Linked DNA regions of Mus musculus: regions 1, 2 and 4 are each linked to region 3. The links are chromatin contacts, called in public Hi-C, Micro-C and promoter capture Hi-C maps. All regions are on one chromosome and are shown on one strand. The core of a region is the stretch at or near the end of the contact, and the rest is flanking DNA. Distances in the headings are between cores, read along the strand shown.

Region 1 (3,075 bases), core at 168-2,667, 280 kb after region 3:
TATGGTGGCAGAACTCATTCTTCGTAAGATGGTGGCCAAAGTCTGACAGTGGCACATAGGGCATTGCAAAGATATGTGGTAGGACAGAGGTGGCTTCAGAGCAGAAAGGGTCAGGGGTGGTGGCCTCCCTTTGCCACTGTGAAAGCAGGGCACGGCAGGGTGGGCGGAAGCGTAGGGCTCTGTGATTTCAATATAGTGGGGAAGGAAGCTGAGGTGAGAGAGCAGGGAGCACTACCAGCTGGGATGTGGAAGAGAGCAGGGAGCACCTACTGGGATGTGGAAGAGTGGGGAGCACCAACTGGGAGTGGCAGGGAGCACTAAATGGGATGTGGAAGAGCGGGGAGCACCAACTGAGAGTAGCAGGGAGCATCATATGGGATTTGGGAGAATGGGGAGCATCAACTGGGATGTGGGAAAGTGAGGAGCACCAACTGGGAGAGCAGAGAACATCACCTGGGATGTAGGTAACCCCCAGAAGTCTCTTGAGGCATGCCTCTGATAGCCATCTCTAGTCCATTTTGTCAGTTGATTATGAAAGAGAGTAGGAGTTTGGGGAAGTTCCCTGCCTGGGCCAAGGTCATGGTCCTGACTCTGTTCAAAGACCGTGGGGGTTCAGGACTCAGAGCTCCATCCAGCTTCCCCTGGCCCTTTCCACACCCCAGGTAGACAGACAGCATCTTTTCTTGAAGTCAAGTGTAAGGGAGGCTGGTGAAAGTGCTGGCCCGATCCCGCGGCATCTTGCCAGCTCCTGCGAACTTCGGACACTGGGAACAGACAGCCTTGGGGCTCAGCTATGGACTAGCTCTGATTAAACTTGACTGTGGGCAGCTCTGAGCCTCAGTTTCCTCTGTGGATGTGGATTGGTGGTGCCAGGCAGTCTGGCTTGGGGCAGGGTCAGAGTATATGAGCCTCCCCCACCTTGCTCCAGAGATGCTGAGAGCAGCTGAAGGCCACTCTGAGCTCCCTGGGAAGGGACAGCACCCCACACAGGGCACGGCTTGATCTCTCTGAGAGTTCAGCCAGGGCTCTCCTAGGCTAGGTGGCCCCAGGTCCTCCGAGTGCCTTGGGCTTGACCTTGTGTTTATCTGGAGGCGGCAGACTCTGCTGCCCAGCTTCCCCCGTCATGGATGGGTGAGCCAAGCTGTTTTTAGCTGAGTTTTACAGACGCTTTCCTGCTGAGCGCTCGCTCCCTGAGGTCAGAGAGGAAGAGTCCGTGACAGACTAGAGCAGGGGTGGCTCTCAGAGTGCCTTCCACTCTGCACATCCAGCCTCGTCTCTTCCCTGGAAAGCCGAATGAGCATCCTAGTCCCCACTTGCTGCCCACAGAACTGACGGTGGCCACCATAGCGGTCCAGGGTCCCGGCCTCCTCACTGGGCCACGTGCTTCTGACTCATCCAAGGAAGAATGTGGTGTTTTGGGAGAAGTTTTTAAAAATAGCCCAAGTCCTTCTCAGCCCTGCCCCACCCATTTCTCCTGACCAGTCCCTGGAGAGGGACTCAGATCTCATTCCACACTGGTTTTGGGGGTGCCTTGCCTCTCGCACAGCCTAGGGTATGGTGAGGGTATCAGGCAGGTTCTCTCAGATGAAGTATGTGGGTGCAGGCTGAGGTAAGAGGAGGAGGCCTACTCTAAGAGTGGGTGCTGTGTTTGCCTTCTTCCTCAGGAAACTGCCTGGGGGCAAGGAAACCTCCCCTCCATCCCTCCCTCTGTCTCTCTCCGTCCCTCCGTTCGTCTGTCTGTCCCTCCCTCCCTCCCTCCCTCCCTCCCTCCCTCCCTCCCTCCCTCCCTCCCTCAGTTGATGCATAAAACCACAGCTTTCATCATAAAGGGAATAAGAGAGAGTTTACTCTGGAGCCATTTTGAGTGACCATAGCCTGAGAACACAGATGTTTTAAGTTTCCACACAGTGTACGTTCCAACATGGACGCAGTTTTATGAAGTTTTTGTAGCTCCACAGAACAACAAACAAAGGTCACAAATTAAGGCGAGTTGAAAGCATCTTGGTGGGCCCATTAGAGAGCAGGTACAGCAAGGTGAGGGGAAAGGAGAGCTACTCTTCAGGCCCAAGAGGCTCTCTGGTGACACGCTTAGGGTTCGGATTGGTGAGAGGTAGTCACCTGCTGAATTAATAGATGGCAAAAAAGTTTTTATCCTAGGGGGCCAAGGAATGGCATCCCTGGAGGGCCAGAACTTAGCCCAAGATTAGGTAATCAGTTTCTGGACTGGTAACATTCCAACCTCCACAGGCCTGCATCAGCCAGTCAGCTCCTGAGGGAAGACGTCTTTTCTTCACTCCTCACTCACTAGGTCCCCCTAGCTCCTCCGAGTGCCAGGCTGTGCTCCCGGGGCTGTGGGTAGTGTGAATACAGCCATCATGCTCGCCTCTGTGGTGGTCACTGGCTAGGAAGGGGGAAGGGATGGGGCCGACACCTAAGGGTGTGAGGCTGTAGCTCAGGAGGCAGACCGCTCACCTGGCATGCACAGAGGCCGGGATTCGATCCCCAGACTCATAAACCACATATGGGAGCCCAACCCTGTAATCTCAGCATTTGGGAGGTAGAGGCAGGGGGATTAGCAGATTTAAGGTCACCCTGGGCTATGTAACAAGTTTGAGGCCAGCCTGGGCTACATGAGACCCCATCTCAAAAAAGCAAATGAGGGGCCAGAGAGATGGCTCAGCAGTTAAGAGCGCTTGCTCTGTTTTGCAGAGGCCCTGGATTCAGTTCCCAGTACACACATTAGGTTTCTCACGCCTATACCTCCTGTTCCAGGGGATCCAATGCCCTCCTCTGGCCTCTGTGAGGAGGAAGAGGCCTAAAATCCACAGCAAAGCTGTCAGGAAGTACTGAATACTGTGGAGGAAGGCAGGGGGGCTGGGCTGCAGACAGCATGAGGGCCACATTGGGAGCCCTGTGCAGGTCACTCTCACAGGAGGAGCTTGGAGCAGAGCCCTGATAGAAAGGGAGACAGCCATGTGGTAGTATGTAGGAAGAACATTCTAGACAGAGGGAGGTGGTGCATGCATGCGGATGAGGGAACTTCCTGGTGGCCGTGACTTGAGTGGAGTGAGCTCT
Region 2 (3,152 bases), core at 48-2,547, 360 kb after region 3:
GAGATCCATATAGCAAGAATGACACACACCCCAGAGGGCCCTGGGGACCCACATTCTAAGTGACCAAATCAATATGGAGCAGACAAATCAAAAAGGGAAGGCAGGGAATAGGATTGAGCTTGGCTTAATTGTCTCTTAAAGGAGCCATCTTCTAGTGCTGTGACAGTGGCTGTTACATTGCAATGTGAGTTCTGGAGGGGACACTGAGACTCTTGGCTCTGGGTGATGAGGCTAGGCCCTGGGCGAGGGAGACCGCGAGAATCTTGTAGTGTTTCATTCCCAGAGTCCCTATGGATCCAAGGCAGGCAGTGGTGTCATCTAGAACTTGATTTGAACCCGTGGAGGGGGGCTTTGTGCATAGAAGAGGAGGCCTGGAGTCCAGTGCAGGGGCCCTGCCAGAGGCTGGCCCAGCCTGGGCCCTGGAGGCCAGGGCTGGGAGCAGGGAAAATTGAGAAAGGCTGTTTCTCCTGCTGCCGATCGAGCCCCACCCAATCAGGATAAAGAATAAAGCCTCGGAATACCTAAAATTTATCTAATTCTTTGAGATTTGATCACTTTTATTTTCTGTGTCTGGGCATTTGGCTGGCATGCTCTGTGTGTGTGTACCACATGCATGCAGTACCCACAGAGACCGGAAGAGGGCATCAGATCCAGCTGGAGCTGGAGTTACAGATGGTTGTGAGATGCTGTGTGGGTGCTTGGAACTGAACCCAGTTCTTCTGCAAGAGCAGTCAGTGTTCTTAACGGATCTGCTGAGCCATCTCTCCACTCTCCCATGTAATCGTTCAAAGGAAAGTTATCCTGAAGAGTATGGGCTGCCTGGGCCTTTTTAAAGGGAAATAATGAAAGAGTGGGGGTTACCTGTGTGCCTTGGAGTGGAAGCCAGTGTCTGTGGAGGGGAGATTGTCTGGGTCGATCTTGCATTGTTTAGCCAAGGGTGACCCTGGGGTGTGGCCTCTGCAGGTACACAGGCCACACCCAAGTGAACTGTCATAGGTCAGAGAGAGATGGCGGAGTCCCCTAGCAGACTTCTGTCTCATCTGCCGTCCAGAACGTGGGAGGATGAGTGAGGGCCCGTGTATCTCCTCACTTGGAGCTAGAGGGCTCCAGAACACGTGGACTGGCAGAGGAGCCCCACATCAGCTGAGAGAGACAGGCATGAATATCTATGGGTAATGGGCCTGAAGGAAGGGGCTCCTGGGGGAGCCGCCAGAGCCTGTCTTGCCGTATTTCCTGGGCTGTTCTAGCTCAGCCCTGCCCGCCTCCTACCTAGCCCAGACAGCTGTGCCCCATCAAGCGCTGCGCTGGCAGCCGGATGAATTAGAGCGGAGACTGCCAGCCTTGTCCAATTACTGAGGGAACAGATGTGTATGCAGGCGGCTGCCCAAGCTTCTCTTCCACTCACTCGGGCTCTCAGGTGGCCACAGGAGTGGGCAGCCAGCCCATTTCTTCCCCCTGAGGAGGCTCGAGTTGGGCAAGGGAGTTGCTGGCCTCGCTTCTTTCCTGGGCAGACAAGACCTTGGCCTGTAAGTGCTCGGTGAAGTGTGTGTTGAATTCTGCTTTTCCTGGGGTTGAGAGTAATGCTGTCTTCAGAGCGGACAGCTGTGTTCATGCTGGGCTGTGCCAGACCCCCGTCTCGGAGGAGCTGGCCATTGGAAAAGGGCGAAGACTGGGAGCCTTCCTGCTGGAGTTGTTTCCTGGCCTGGAATGCCCCAGTCGTGTGACACTGGAAAGCATTGTAGTTCATAGTGTAGCAACACGTCTTTAGTACCAACCAGAGAGACAGTTGTGCCCCCCTTACTGGGTCACAGTGAGGATTAAATTGTATGGTTAAAGGTCTGGAGAGATGGCCTAGTGGTAACTGCTTCCCACACTAACAAGAACTTGATCCTTGCACTCATATAAAAGAGATCGGTGTGTACTGCTAACCTGTAGCAATCCCAGTGGTGGGGGAAAGAGACAGGTGGGGCTCCAGGCTCAGTGAGAGACCCTGTCTCAAAAAAGAAGGTGGACGTTAGTTGAGAAAGATACCCAGTGTTGACAGTGTTGACTGTTGACAGTGTTGACAGTGTTGACCTCTGACCTTCAGACACTTGTGTGCACACATATGCATGTGCATATGTGTGCACCCCTGATGCAGTTGTGTCCGATGCACTCAAGGTTCAAGGAAGAGAGGTGAACATCCCAGCAGGTCCCCTGGGGGTTCCCACAGGCTGTGGACCGCTGGAGTGTCTGAGGGTTCTTTTTGGGCTCTTGACTCCATTCCAAAGTAGGGGCAGTGGGAGGTCAGGGGAGGACATGCCACAAACCAGGCTTGTCTGAAGGCCACAGGTTTGGGAGGGTAGAGTGTGTCCATTTTGAAATGCTTTAAGTTTTAAAAATTACATTATTTATTTATTTATTTACTTGGGGGGGGCTTTCCATGGTGCGCATTTGGGTATCCATTTTCTTCTCCCCTGCCCCCATGTGGGCTTAGGGCATTGAACTCAGGTCTTTGGGCTTGGCGGCAAGCCCCTTTACCTGCCAAGCCATCTCTCAGGCTCTCTGAGATGCTTGAGGCTTGAGTGCCTTGTAGCCTGGCCCCACAGAGGGCATATAGCCAGACAACTTAGTCCTCAGATTCCCAGGTCGAGAGCCTCTGTTCTGATGGTCACCAGCCTACATTAGCCAGAACTGGTAATAGTTTGTTTTCTCTGGCTATAACAAAATACTTGAGGTTAGACACTGTAAAAAGGAAAAAGGTTTATTTGCCTCACTGTTTTGGAAGCTGGACAACTCATGTTCAGACAGCCCCAGACCTTTCCCCGGTAAGGTCTCAGGGCCATAGCATTATGATAGGATCACATGTGGAGGCCAGTGTTTGGTGAGACTAGAAGGCAGGGTTCATGGTCAGGCTGGTTCATTAGGTGACAGCTTACTCTCAAGGGAATGAACTGGGGTCCCATGAGAACTGCATTCATCTCTTCTTGGGATGATGTTCCCAGCATCTAATCACCTCCCTCTATGTCCTGCCTCTTAAAGGTCTTGCCCCTTTGCCCTGCTACCCTGAGGACCAGGCTCCTAGCACACTGGCCTATGGAGAACCCATTCAAGCTGTATCCGCTGACCTGCTGGCTGTGTAGTCACTCAGCTGTGGTTCATGCCAAGGGCTG
Region 3 (3,587 bases), core at 977-3,476:
GGGCTCCATCCGTGGACATCCTCTGCCTCTCAGGTGCTGGGTTCAAGGCATGCACCACACACCCAGCTTCCAGTACTAATTACAAGAAATAACTTTTATGAGTGTTTCTTAGAGGTGGGGTGGGAGACAAGGTCTCTCTGTGTAGCCTTGGCTGTCCTGGAACTCACTATGTAGACCAGACTAGTCTTGAATAATACAGCGATCCTCCTGCCTCTGCCTCCCATCCCAGTGCTGGGATTACGGGCTGTTTTTTCTCCTTTTTGAGGTACACATGCATGTGTTGGGGGTATACTGAGACAGGGTCATGCTGTGCGGCCCCAGCTGAGCTGGAACTCACTATGTAGTATGAATGAGCCTTCGGCTTGTGGTCCTCGGACCACAGCTTCTGGTGTGTAGGGATTGCAGGTGTGTACCACCACGTCTGGTTAACTTATTTTTTTAAAGGTAGACTATTACAACATTTGCAATGACAACGGTGGCCTGCGTACAGCTTCCTCTGGGCAGGTTATGGTCTAGGTTGTGCTGACTCTTGGTGTTGGGGAACTCTCTGTGAACTGAGTCCTGGCTGAGGCTAGTGGACACCTGTCCCCTTGCCCTCCACTGTGCTGGGCCTCTCTCTGCTTAGGTGGAGCAAGGACAAGGACTTAGGCACAGACCCCCTTTCTTCCTTAGCCCCCAGCAGAGGCAGCATGCCAGTCTTTCAGAGAGTCCCCACAGTGCCCCGGCAGGCAAGCTGACAGGCATGGTGACAACTGTGGCTTAGGGCCCAGGATCCTGGCTTACCCCTTGGCAATGCCCAGTTCAGAGCAGGGAGTGGGGAGAGATGGGCACCCTCCCAGGCCACTGGCGCCTAGACCACACCCCACCCCTGTGTTATAATCCTGCTTTGGGGTCTATATGAAGGCCCACTGAAGTCCAGGCCCAGGTGAAGTGGAGGCTGGGGCTGAGGCTTAAGGGCTAAAGGAGCAGAGAGGGGCCCCGTCTTAGGCTTGCTGAGACCAGCGGGAACCGGGGCCTCCTGTGAAGTGGCCGAGCAGTGGGAAGGAGCTGGAGAGCGGGCAGAAGAGCATGAGGGGGTGCTTAGGTGGGCTTTGGGAGGCTCGGGAGAGTCAGGCGCTTTAGTGTCAGAATGGTCTGGGAACACGGCCCATAGAGGATGTACAGGCACAGAATCTGGCATGCCCCTCCCTCCAGCATGAAGCCCTTCCTCCCTCGCAAGGCAGAACACTGAGAGTGCTCGGAGCAGATGGTGGCTTCAGTGTGGCCTCTCAGGCTGCTCAGACTACTCCTTCCCCATAGCACCTTTCCTAGGTCCCACACTATACCCTATCAGTTTCTCTGGGTTTGTGGGACACACTCTGCGAGATTCCTTCAGCCTTCTGTCTCAGGTACCCTGACCCCCATCGAGCGAGCGTGTGGGCAGAGAAAATGGGGAAGAAACGGGCCCTGGCTCCCAGGGCCATAGCGGGTGGAAAGTGACCCCTCTCTGATCTCAGGGTGAAGTCAGGAAAGGTATTTGGGGACACAGCTCACAGCCAGTGCCCCGGGACAGGCAACCACCAGCAACCCCCCGGAGGGTGAAATCGGATAAGTACCAGGCCAGATTCCACGTGGGCAGTTCCCCTTTGGACAAGTCAGTCCCCAGCACATCCCAGGCTGTTTCTGCTTGCAGGGGTAGGCAGTCCACTGGTGGAGGAGGCTGGGCTGGGGTGAAAGGTCAGCCAAGAAGGAATGGGGGAGTGAAAGGGGCGTGTTACAGAGAGCCCATGTGTGTTAAAGTCACCCAGGAGAGGGGCTGGAAAGACCAGTCATGAGAAGGCTAGATTTAGGGAGTAGTCTCAGAGAGGAGGCTGTGACAGGGGCTGTAACTGTGTGTCTTAGAGGGGCCTCAGGATTGCATGGAAGTGGATCCTGGCCTGGACTCTCTCTGGATTTCTGAGGATCTCGAATTGAGGGGCAACCTGGATACTGGAGCCAGGTCCAGGGTCTCAAGATTTGTGAAGGGTAGGTGAGAGGGTAACTCTCTCTCGGCTCACCTGTAGACATCGGTCCAGAGCTGCGTGCCCAGCACGTACACCGCCTCCACGCGGCTCCCATACTGCAGCCGCACGGTCCGTTCCCGCAGCATATTTTCCCGTATAGGCGGCTGCATTCCGTGCTGCTCCCAGGAATAAGCACCTGCTGCAGGTAAGCCCTCCGCTGCTGCGCCTGCGCTCGCTGCCGAGCAGCCGGCGGCCTTAAGCAGCAGCCGGGGGCGGGGCGTGGGCGGGGCTTCCCGCCGGACTCCTCTTGGATTGGATCTGCAAACCCGTCCGTCAAGCCTGGCCCCGCCCTCCAAGCCCCTCTGCCCGCAAGTTGTCAATTCCTGTTTTCCGTGTTTGGCTTGTTCATTCTTTTATTCAGTAAATTCCCCTTTCTGGACGCTCCCCCTCACCTCCAGCTCCGAGGGGCAGAAAGTGCGAGCAGGAGTAGCCGAAGGGACAGGGCAGGAGTGAATAGGTGGCAACCAAAGCCAGTCTGGGGCCGGAGAATGCTTCTCAGAGGAAACCCTGAGGCTTCTTAAAGATCTTGGCAACACCAGGGGGTGGAGAGGAGCCTCCTGAACACCTTCTGGAAGCTGGACACCCCCCATATTAGATCCACATTGCCATGAGAAATAGGGAGTGGGGTGGAGTGGGGGGAACTGTGGCCCTGGCAGGGACCAGAATGCTAAGCCCAGGCATGAGAGCGACAGCATGAGCCTGGAATGGGGCTATCTGGGAGTGCATTCTGGCTGCCCCAGACAGCGTTGAGCATACTGAGCTGGAGCCAGTAGTGAAGACCCCGGATGGGGCGTGAGAGGACTGGCGAGGAGAGGACTGATCTGTGTGGTGTTTATGGATGGAGATTTGGGTGGCTCCCGGTGGCTGGGAGGATGTGCCTGGTTGAAGGACAATGGGCTGACGGGGCAGAGGATTAGGGCTCCAGCCTGCGACACCAAAAGACGTGCCAAGGTAGAGGTCAATGTATGGTCCTGAAGGCCAAGGTGCACCGTGACATCTAGTGGCAGGGTGGGGTCTGAAGCACTCTGAACCCCACCCTCAGGCCCTTTCTTTCTGAACTCAACCCTGGGGCTATGCAATTTGAGGAAGTGGCTTTTTCGTTAAGGGAATGGAGACTGAAGGGCGGGTGGAGGGGTGAATGTTGGAGAGGGAGGGGGACTGAAGGGAGCCCCAGCAAAGGGCACACTGAATTAAACGCATTGCTCATAGGTATGCCCAGGCACGCCCAGCGGCCCTCGACTCCATCCTTCTCCTCCAGATGCCCAAATTAGGAGATGGTAAAGACCCCAGCTGTTCCTGGGTATCAGGGATCTAGGAGGAATGTGGGTGGAGAAGCAGAGAGCCAGAATCTCAGCCAGAGGGGTCACTGTCTCCTGAAAGGCTTGGGGTTCAGATCCTGGGAGAAGCTGCTAACTTCTGATTGGTCCCTGGGAGAGCGTTCTCCAATCAGGAGGCAGCTTGTGGGAAAGAATCCAAGAGGCACCAGACTGGGAACCCCTGCCCTGCTAAGGTGGGCTCGGGTCTGAGGACCCCTCTGCAGGCAAG
Region 4 (3,546 bases), core at 165-2,664, 310 kb after region 3:
CGAAGTAAGTTGCCCCCTCCACTCCCAGCAAGGAGAACCAAGATGGTCTCTTAGTCTCCAGGCTAAGAGCTGGCACTCATGCTTGAGAGCCCAAGGGAGGGTTGCCACAGACTTGGTGGCTGTCTGTGATGGAGTACCCGCTCACTGTTCTCCAGAGCCCTAGATCGTTAATCCAGCTGTCCATCTGCTCTCAGAGGCTCTGCCAAGAGGTTGGTCAGAGTGAGCTCCCTGGTGACTGGGACAGGCGCTCTGGGAGGAGAAGCCCCTTACAGAACAGCAGCTTCTGGAAGAGCCAGTGTCCAGGGGATGCCTGGCTCCAGGGGATGCTCCAAGTGCCTCAAGTTAGAATGGTGCATTTAGGGGTGAAGCAGGCTGCCATCTCTCCAGCTCCCCCGAGGACCTCTGCCAAAGGACTTGATGTGGCATTTGGGGCTCATCTCTTCAGGGGGTGGGTGAGAGGAAGACAGAAGAGAAAGGGAGGGGCCATTGAGGACTGTCACCACCATCCAGGAGGGGAGGAGTCAGAGTCGTGGTGTTCCAGAGGAGGGTCAGTCTCAACCCACTGGAGCGTGGGATGCATGGGAGGAGGAAGAGGGTATGAGAGACAAAGGCTGGCCAGGCTCTGGATGCTGCAGGACTCAGGAAGACATCCCTTAGAGGTTAGAGTCTTTCTAGGAGGTCCAGGGCTCAGGTCAGGCTAGATTTCCCAACCCCCACTCTGCCCGTCCTGGGGCTAGCATCAGTGTATGGATTCTCTGCAGGTGCTGTGGTCAAGATAAAGGTCTATGTAGCAGGGAGAGAGGCAAGGTGGGGTCTGTGGCGGGCACTGAGAAGGGGGGAGTGGGCTAGAGGAAAGCTGTGAATTGTATCCGCAATGATGAAAGTCAGGACACCCGGATGGCTGCCAGCTGGTCGGTCCTCCATGGCGGCCACCGTATACCCCTGTGGGTGACCTTTCTCCCCTCCGTTACAGTTGACCGCTTCACTTTCCCTGCCCTGGAGGAAGATGTGATTTATGACGACGTCCCCTGTGAGAGCCCAGACGCCCATCAGCCCGGTATGGCCTCTTGTGGCTCTTTTCCTGGCCTTTCTCTAGGTTGGGAAGGGAGAGCCATGCTTAGGTGGTGGTGGTGGGGTCCTCTTCCTCTCCTTCTGTCCCCAGCTTTCACAAACTGCAGATATACAAGCAGCTGATGACCCTGCCCTGGTCTTTGCCGTCCTCAGGTGGCACAGTGCATCTTCCTCTGGGCATCCTCAGTATCTGAAGTCATTTCCATGGGCAACAGCTGCCGGCATATCCAATGTAGAAACAGCACAGCCAGCCCCTCCTTCAAGGTCACATCCAATGTGGTCTGCTGGTCTGTCCCTAGAGACATTAGATCTTGGCATAAAAATAACCTCCCCATGACGGGAGGCAAAGTGCTTGCTACCAAGCAGGAGGCTTTAAGTTTGATCCCCAGAGCCCACATAAGAGATACCTCAGGCTAGCCCGCCTGGTCAAATTGGCAAGCCTCAGGTCCTCAGGAGAGCGCTACATTCAAAAAGCAAGCCTGACAGTTCCTGAGGCATACCCCCCTTCCCCCCACGTGCCCAGTTGGGTTCTGCTCCTCTAGAGAGAGGACACTCAAGTCATTGTCCCCATTCCTCCATTCAAAAGCATTTTCTGCTGTCTTTGAAATCGAGGAGAGTTCCTCCTGGATTCTAGGCCGGGTGCGCCCCCTCCTGGACGCTTGCAGACCCAGAGGGACCGCATGGACCACATGGGATGGTTGAGGAAGTCCCGCCCCTTCCTGTGTCTTCCCATTGATGCATTAGAAATCTTTCAGGGCTCCAGTTGGATTTGATTCTGATGGTTCCTCTCTTCTTTCGTAAAAAATGCCAAAGAGGCTGAGAGTGATCTTGTTCTCAGAGGGATGTGTTAAGAGGGAATTAAGGAGTCCTCCATGTCGAGCGTATTTCTCTTGTGTTCCTGGTTTTTCAGGCCCTTCTCCTATAGAGAGGTGAGGGACATGCTGGCATAGTCTCTGAGGAAGAGGAACTGAGTCTGGGGCCAGACCAGCACACTTGCTCCGTCTTCCCTCCCTTTCCTATGCCTTACCTATTGGGGTTCCAGATCTGGGTGGCTGGGGCCTCGGACTCACCAGATTGTTGCTGGCTGGCAGGGGCCGAGCGGGGCCTCGTTTACGAGGATGTGCATCGTGCAGGAGCACCGCGTGAGACCGAGGACCTAGGCTGGAGCTCTAGTGAGTTTGAGAGCTACAGCGAGGACTCTGGGGAGGAGACCAAACCGGAGGCCGAGCCCACTAAGCACCGAGGGTCCTTCCAGCCCAAGGTGAGGAGCTTGGGGGACGTTTCTCAAAGTCTGGACTCTTTCAGGAAGGGATGTGGGTGGTGAGGACCAGGCACTAGACCCCTGTCTGGGGACCATCCATTTCCAGTAATAGCGAGCGAATGCATGATCAGTAAGATCATTGGGTTATCCTGAGCTAGGAAGTGACCTGGGATCCGCTGTTTGGCCACAGAGGACCTGGACTGGAGACAGGCGCTCCCCCTGCCCCCTGCATTTCTGTACAGACTAGGTCAAGTGCTCATGATGTTCATGGGCTCAGGCCGGTTTTTAGATTTCTTCTTAACCCAGCTAAATGGGTACAGTGGATCCTGGGCTCATTCAACATAGCTCTCCTGCCCTGCCAGGTACATCCTTAGACCCACACAGTGCCATTTGCCCTGGGAGTGGACAGGTGATGGTGGTGTGTGAGCGATGGCCGCATCAGAGCTGCTCTGGCCAGGCGTGTGCTTTCCAGCTGTCTCTACCTCACGCAGCCTCCTTTCTCCCGTGTGTTACACGAGGAGCCTCTGGGCTGGAGATCTGGTTCTCCTTCTCCTGCTCCGTCCCTGCTCCTCTCGCGTTCCATGCGGAGTCTGAGATTCTGTAGGCAAAGCTGAAGGGTCCTGCTTGACCAGAGGTGACCGGCTGGCTCCCTTTAGATATGGGGGTGGGGTGGGGCACAAGCTGGCTGGGGTTAGTGACTAGCTCCAGCTGCACCCATGGACTACCTGGTAAGGCTTACAGTATTCCTGCCTGTTCCTAGGTCTCAGGAGCCCCCTGGGAGAGGTGTGCTAGCTAGTATAGTTCAGAAAGCCTTCACTCAGCTTTGTGGTGACCAAGCCCAACTGCCTGGACCCAGGACTTCTCAGGATAGGTCACAGGAAGGACCTTAATGCTCGCCAACCATAATGCAGAATTCTTTTTTTAAAAAATAGTTTAATCACCCTTTAAATGTCAATCTCTCTCTTTTTAAAGATTTATTTTATGTATACAAGTACATTGAGATGGTTGTGAGCCTTCATGTGGCTGTTGGAAATTGAATTTAGGATCTCTGTTCGCTCCCGTTGGTCCGGTTAAGCCCGCTTGCTCAGTCTCTGCTCACTCCGGCCCAAAGATTTATTTATTATTATAAATAAGTACACTGCAGCAGTCTTAAGACACACACCAGAAGAGGGCGTCAGATCCCATTACAGATGGTTGTGAGCCACCATGTGGTT

Evidence for each region. Promoter capture Hi-C pulls out the DNA fragments that hold promoters and counts their contacts. A called contact is a pair of places that touch in the nucleus more often than the background predicts.
Region 1: a contact with region 3 is called in a Micro-C map of palatal mesenchyme, with 2.0 times the contacts expected there. The contact joins the enhancer-like site here to the promoter of Padi2 in region 3. A contact is called at or near these places in 1 of 39 promoter capture datasets (hippocampal neurons), 1 of 484 Hi-C or Micro-C datasets (palatal mesenchyme) and 3 of 115 datasets of contacts at active chromatin or transcription factors (embryonic forebrain, embryonic stem cells and pancreatic cancer cells).
Region 2: a contact with region 3 is called in a Hi-C map of the N1E-115 cell line, with 6 times the contacts expected there. The contact joins the enhancer-like site here to the promoter of Padi2 in region 3. A contact is called at or near these places in 9 of 39 promoter capture datasets (the 3T3-L1 cell line, the C10 cell line, the HPC-7 cell line and 6 more), 13 of 484 Hi-C or Micro-C datasets (B cells, the N1E-115 cell line, cerebellum and 7 more) and 2 of 115 datasets of contacts at active chromatin or transcription factors (embryonic stem cells and large pre-B cells).
Region 4: a promoter capture Hi-C map of neural stem cells shows a contact between it and region 3. The contact joins the enhancer-like site here to the promoter of Padi2 in region 3. A contact is called at or near these places in 2 of 39 promoter capture datasets (hippocampal neurons and neural stem cells), 1 of 15 datasets of contacts at CTCF or cohesin (large pre-B cells), 20 of 484 Hi-C or Micro-C datasets (the Ba/F3 cell line, the G1E-ER4 cell line, the HL-1 cell line and 13 more), 2 of 115 datasets of contacts at active chromatin or transcription factors (embryonic stem cells and pancreatic cancer cells) and 1 of 9 other capture datasets (adipose tissue).

What each region holds. Positions count from the first base shown.
Region 1 is chr4:140,629,138-140,632,212 of GRCm38.p6, reverse strand. All of the region lies in intron 1 of Arhgef10l (Rho guanine nucleotide exchange factor (GEF) 10-like), which reads left to right. Among named protein-coding and RNA genes, the nearest start is that of Gm42335, 26 kb to the right of the region's middle. Within about 2 kb of position 1,417, at least 113 of the 459 cell types and tissues checked have an H3K27ac peak or open chromatin away from gene starts, as enhancers often do. A contact at or near this core is called in palatal mesenchyme and pancreatic cancer cells, where this site is marked.
Region 2 is chr4:140,548,371-140,551,522 of GRCm38.p6, reverse strand. The region is part of intron 22 of Arhgef10l (Rho guanine nucleotide exchange factor (GEF) 10-like); the gene reads left to right. Among named protein-coding and RNA genes, the nearest start is that of Gm42335, 55 kb to the left of the region's middle. Within about 2 kb of position 1,297, at least 19 of the 459 cell types and tissues checked have an H3K27ac peak or open chromatin away from gene starts, as enhancers often do. A contact at or near this core is called in the N1E-115 cell line, cerebral cortex and hippocampal neurons, where this site is marked.
Region 3 is chr4:140,904,999-140,908,585 of GRCm38.p6, reverse strand. Padi2 (peptidyl arginine deiminase, type II) reads right to left here and starts at 2,226. Exons shown (of 16, transcript NM_008812.2): 1 at 2,037-2,226. The coding sequence starts at 2,152.
Region 4 is chr4:140,590,604-140,594,149 of GRCm38.p6, reverse strand. It overlaps Arhgef10l (Rho guanine nucleotide exchange factor (GEF) 10-like), which reads left to right. Exons shown (of 29, transcript NM_001290803.1): 5 at 1-4; 6 at 974-1,057; 7 at 2,163-2,332. Among named protein-coding and RNA genes, the nearest start is that of Gm42335, 13 kb to the left of the region's middle. Within about 2 kb of position 1,414, at least 16 of the 459 cell types and tissues checked have an H3K27ac peak or open chromatin away from gene starts, as enhancers often do. A contact at or near this core is called in neural stem cells, where this site is marked.